Linked DNA regions of Mus musculus: region 2 is linked to region 1. Evidence: chromatin contacts called from public HiChIP or PLAC-seq data. All regions are on one chromosome and are shown on one strand. The core of a region is the stretch at or near the end of the contact, and the rest is flanking DNA. Distances in the headings are between cores, read along the strand shown.

Region 1 (2,700 bases), core at 80-2,579:
GATATTGCATACCAGTTATTCCTACTGGGTTGGCTACTAACACAGAGTGCTTACATTCAAGTTGAGGGCCTCCCCCTAGACCCAGCTTCAGGATCAACAAGACTGGAATGAACTTACCAACCTATCTTTAACTGAACCAAAAAAACCAAAACAAAACAAAACAAAAAAAAAGGTCAAAAATTGACTTTTAATGATGTTTTATCACTGTATCTATTTAGCACACATTCTGTATAGTTTTACCATACTCTGCTGTTTTTTTTTTTCCTTAAAATATAATTTACTTGTTAAAAAAAAAAGAGCATAATCCTTTCTCAAAAAAAGTGCATGGGCTGGAGAGATGGCTCAGCGGTTAAGAGCACTGACTGCTCTTCCCAAGGTCCTGAGTTCAATTCCCAGCAACCACATGGTGGCTCACAACCATCTGTACTGAGGTCTGATGCCCTCTTCTGGTGTGTCTGAAGACAGTGACAGTGTACACATATAAAAACAACAACAACAAAAGTGCACAATAATTAAATTTGGCTCAATGAATTGTGTTATTATTGTTTTTATTTTTACATTTATTTGCTTGGTGTGTGTGTGTGTGTGTGTTTACACGCAAGCATGTGCCTCAGCACTTGTATGGAGGTCAGGGGACAACCTGCAGGAGTTGGTTATCTCTCTGCCATGTGGGCCCCAGGGACTGAACTCAGGTTGTGAGCTTCGGCATCTAAGCAGCTCAGCATCCCTGGTTGTTGTTTTGAGGCAAGGTGTCGCTCTGTACAGCCCAGACTTGCCTGGAACCCATATGCATCTCAGGCTGGCCTCAAACTTAAAGCAATCCTCCTGTCTCAGCCCTTCAAGTGCTAAGATTATAGGTGTGAGTCACCACTGCCAGCTCTCACTCTGGTGAATTTTTATGTATGTCCTACTTGTGTAACAGACGCCCAGATCAAAATATAGCTGTGCCATCTCTCTGGAGATGTTCTTCTTCCCTCGCCTCTCCAGCCCTAGCTACTCTTTGAAGGCAGCCCTTATCTGATTCCTAGCATCAGAGATGGACGGTCACCTCTTTGGGGTAACATACTAGTGAGACACACAGTGTCTCTCTACTGTCTGTTGCCATAACCTACCCATGTTGGGGTGCATAGCAGTTGTTTGGTCTTTACCAGACTGGAAGTGCTGAGTCACAGGGTATACACATATTTAGCTATAAGGATCCTGTCAGGCAGCTGTCCACTCGTAAGAAAGTTCTCCTTGCTTCCCAGCTGCAAACCCTCCACACCATCAGACCCTTTCATTTCAGCCACTGTGGGGCTTACTGACTTTGCTGTGACCCCTTGGTTCCATGGTCCCCATCTGCTCAGTCCTCTGTTATGAAAGCACACCCCACCCCCGAGACACACACACACACACACACACACACCACAGTGCATCTGAATGCCTAACCACTCTTTCCGCATTTTCCTTCCTGGGACAGAACCCTATCCTTCCCTGACCCCAACCCCTGATCAAATCCCAGCATGCATCACAAACAAATCCAGTCTCTGCCTCAGGTGAGACCTGTTTCCAGCAGAGACTAAGCCCTGATGTGACTCTTAGCTGTCCTCTTAGCCCACCACACACTGAGTCCTAATCACAGCGTGACCCCGCCCCCAATTCCAGCCTCGGACCTCCACAAGTCGCAAGACTGAACGCCCTTCTTTTAGATGGTGATTTAAGTTGACCTAATCTGAACTCCTTACAGAAAACACAAAAGGGCCAAGCGCACTGTCCAAAATTATTAGGAAATGTAAAATTGCAATAAAATGTGCCAAGAATCCATCGCAAAAGTGTCTCCTTGATGTACTTCAGACGCTCATTGGGACTGAATCTTCCTAAGTTAGAGAAAGAAACTAGGATCAACCCCACTCTGATATGTAATAAAGGAACAGGCTGGGGGTGGAAGTGGGGGTGTGCATCCTAAGAAAGACGGGAGCTAAGCTAGTCCTGCAGATGGTGGAAGAAGGAGAGTAACCTTCCTCCCCGTGCTCACAAGATGGCAGGTTTATTTTAACAATGTTTCTAACAGTTTGAGAAATGGATTTAGAGAGCCCAGAGGGAAGCCTCTGATTGGGGAGCCTCTGTCCATGATGGCTTCTTTTTTTTTTTTTTTTTTTTTTTTTAACAATGGTATTTGACTCATTAAATTCTGATCGTAGTGTGTTTACACCCCCACCTTCCCCACCCCCACCCTCACCAGCAGCACCACCCCCTCCCCCTGCAGTGGCTGCGGGACAGGAATTCAGAGACTTCTAAGAGGAAGAGCCCTTTGGGTTGTTTGCTCTGTCGCCTAATCAGCTGCAAGCTGAGAATGTCGTCTTCACTTGGTTGCATGTCCTTGAGAAAAAAAACGTGCTTTTCCTCTTTAACACCGGGAGGAGTGACCTGGTAAGTACCCTGTCCTCTGAAGGCTAGAGGAGCTGGGGACATCATAGAGATGCATTCTCTCTCTCTCTCTCTCTCTCTCTCTCTCTCCTCCCCCCACCCCCCACCCTGGGACCAAAAGTCCTGGTTAGTGTAAGATTGCGATTTCCAAATTCCTAAACATTAACCGGGTGAAACAACATGTAGGATGAAGTCACGTGACCATGGAAAGGACACTGGGGTTTGTGACAGGAGACCAGGACAGTTCTGCCACCACTAGCCTTTACAACCCCCCACCCGCCTTCTATCTCTAGA
Region 2 (2,700 bases), core at 23-2,522, 49 kb after region 1:
TCCAAAAATCATTTCTGTATTTGTTTGCAGGGAGGGGTAAATGAGGAAGTCAGATTTCTGGGGATTGAATTTAGGTTTTCAGGGCTGGTGGCAAGTATCTTTACCCATGAGCCACATTGCTAGCATCTTGATGGGTAGTTAATTTAGTTCCTAAGGTTTTATAACTTATAGCAACAGATTTTAGTAAGAATTATGAGATGCACAGGGAAAAGTGGCACAATGTTAGAGCTCTTGCTTAGAATAGCCAAGGCCAGGGAGAGCCCTCCCATGAACCAGAAGGGGGAAAAAGATCAGGGGAAAGAGGGGTCAATGGGTAATGGCAATTGGTACCAAGTTGACAGCTTGACTTGATTAGTTAGACCCATTAGGTGGCAAGAGAGAACCAACTCTTGAAAGTTGTCCTCTAACTGCCACAGGTGTGAAGTGACACGTGCCCCCCTTCCCACAAGCACGCACTCGAATAAATGAATGTAATGAAAAATTAAGAACATAAAAAACTTAATTATATGAAAACTTTTTTTTTTTGTTTTGTTTTTGTTTTTCGAGACAGGGTTTCTCTGTGTAGTCCTGGCTGTCCTGGAACTCACTCTGTAGACTAGGCTGGCCTCGAACTCAGAAATCTGCCTGCCTCTGCCTCCAAAGTGCTGGGATTAAAATATGAAAACTTAGCAAGTCAATGTCTTCTGGAAAAAATTTCCTTGTCCCTATGAGATATGCACACTGCAGTTAGTAAAGGCAAACTATTAAAAAAAAAAAAGGAAGTGAAGATGAGAGAGGGTTTTGGGTGGTGTGGGGAGCAAGAAGGGAGAATAAAGTGGATATGATCAACATACATTGTATACGTGTATGAAAGTGTCGAAGAATAATGGTATTTTTAAAAAAATAAAAATATTCTTAAAAAAAAAGAAAGAAGGAGGCAAGGCCTTAAGTCTTCAGTCAGTATCTTTTTTTTTTTTTTAAATTAGGTATTTTCTTCATTTACATTTCCAATGCTATCCCAAAAGTCCCCATACCCTCCCCCCCCCACAACTCCCCTACCCTCCCACTCGCACTTCTTGGCCCTGGCGTTCCCATGTACTGAGGCTTAAGTCAGTATCTTAAAGTCTTCACCATCACCGATCCTGAGCATTTGACATCCTACACATTTAGTATCCCATCAAAAGTTTGAGCCTATCTCGCCCCGCCCCACCATCGCTCCGCCCAGTTTTCTCCCGGCCCCGCCCCACCTCCCTGGGACTGGGCTCCCTTGGGCCCCGCCTCTTCCGGCCCGCGAGGTTTGATTCCTTTGGCGGGCGGAAGCTGCTGGAACTTGAATCCTGCAGAAATTCCCACCGACTTGTTCCGGCTTTGCTAGACTCTGCAGCCGGCTGCTTCACCTTCTGTCCTGTTCGGTCCTGTTCGGTCCTTGCTGGGCCCGCTGCCCTTCAGGTCAGTTCTTCCGTCCTCGGGCCGCACTCTGGGCCTCGTGGGGCGTGGCCGGGAGACGGAGTTTCCCTGGGGTTCCACCCATCAGCACTGTTCTCTGTGAGAACGTCTAGGTTTTTCGACCCTGGCTTTCACAGATGGTGGATGGTAGTTTTTTTTTTTTTTTTTTTTTTTTTTTGTCTCGGGTTCTGAGATGTATCTTGCGTCTTGAACTCACTGGTCTCGAACTCACTTTGTAGCCAAAGTGGTCCTTGAATTCTGGATCCTCCTGCCTTACCTTCCTGAGCGCAGGAGATACAGGCGTGAGCGCTCCCCACTCCCCATTCCCCGCTCAGCGGGTAATTGATAAAGTTTGACAGAGCATTTGACGCCCCGGAGGCTCCCATAATGGGAATTTCCAGTTCTGTTTCAGTGCTTTTGACTGTCTGCAAAAGCGATTCAGAGATGGGCTTTGAGGCACTTACACTTTTCAACTCAGTTTTCTGGGGTATTCCAGTTAAAAGAGAAATGTGTGTAACCCCTTTGTAGAGCCCAAATCCTTCCTCACCTTGCACCTCTAAAGCAAGTGGCCCGAGACTCGTATTGTAAGGACGCCCAGAGGCTATAGCAGTAAATGGAGGAGCCAGGTGGCTCCTGCCAAGAAGGGTGTGGAGGGGAGCAGTTCCCTGCTTCTCATCCCAAGGCAGGAGCTCACACTAAGGTGAGGTAGTGAGTGTTCTAGTCTCACCTTAGGTAGATTTCTGTGGTTAATGGAGGAGGAGGAAGAGAGGGTTTCAGAGGGGTCTGAAACGTTGGCTAGAGAATTTAGTCCCAACTTTTGTTCATGTTTTGGCTTCTGTTTCTTCTTAAACACCTTCGTGGAAACAGTGGCTCTGTCCCTTTTATCTATTATGAACCAACTAGATGGACAGGTTAGTCCCTAAATGCTTTTGGGAATGAATGCCTCTATTGCTGCTCTCAGAAATCTCCGCAAAGGAGCAGAAGGGTGCCGCCACTCAACTGTATTCTAAGGCCAGGTTGTAAGCCATTCTGCACTCTCATCTGAAATGACCAGATCAGTGTCAATGAGCACGAGAGGCAAGTTAATGTGTTTTGTAGTAAGTGATAGCATGGCTCAAATAACACCATACTGGTAGCAAAATACCCTCAGTTTGCCTTTTATGAGGACTCACTGTATAGTCCAAGCTGGCCTCTAACTCACAGAGATGCACCTACCTGCCTCTGTTCCTGAGTGCTGGTATAAAGGCATGTACCACAGTTATCTAATAGAATCAC

The links. HiChIP or PLAC-seq counts read pairs in DNA pulled down with a chosen protein or histone mark.
Region 2: an H3K27ac HiChIP or PLAC-seq map of epiblast stem cells shows a contact between it and region 1, with 2.8 times the contacts expected there. The contact joins the promoter of Melk here to the enhancer-like site in region 1. A contact is called at or near these places in 2 of 39 promoter capture datasets (the 3T3-L1 cell line and macrophages), 1 of 15 datasets of contacts at CTCF or cohesin (CD8 T cells), 21 of 484 Hi-C or Micro-C datasets (8-cell embryo, the C2C12 cell line, CD4 T cells and 14 more), 8 of 115 datasets of contacts at active chromatin or transcription factors (CD8 T cells, bone marrow-derived macrophages, differentiating embryonic stem cells and 3 more) and 3 of 9 other capture datasets (adipose tissue, liver and pancreatic islet).

What each region holds. Positions count from the first base shown.
Region 1 is chr4:44,250,847-44,253,546 of GRCm38.p6, forward strand. No RefSeq gene overlaps it. Among named protein-coding and RNA genes, the nearest start is that of Rnf38, 18 kb to the left of the region's middle. Within about 2 kb of position 1,330, at least 24 of the 459 cell types and tissues checked have an H3K27ac peak or open chromatin away from gene starts, as enhancers often do. A contact at or near this core is called in differentiating embryonic stem cells, embryonic stem cells and epiblast stem cells, where this site is marked.
Region 2 is chr4:44,299,645-44,302,344 of GRCm38.p6, forward strand. It overlaps Melk (maternal embryonic leucine zipper kinase), which reads left to right and starts at 1,273. Exons shown (of 18, transcript NM_010790.2): 1 at 1,273-1,428.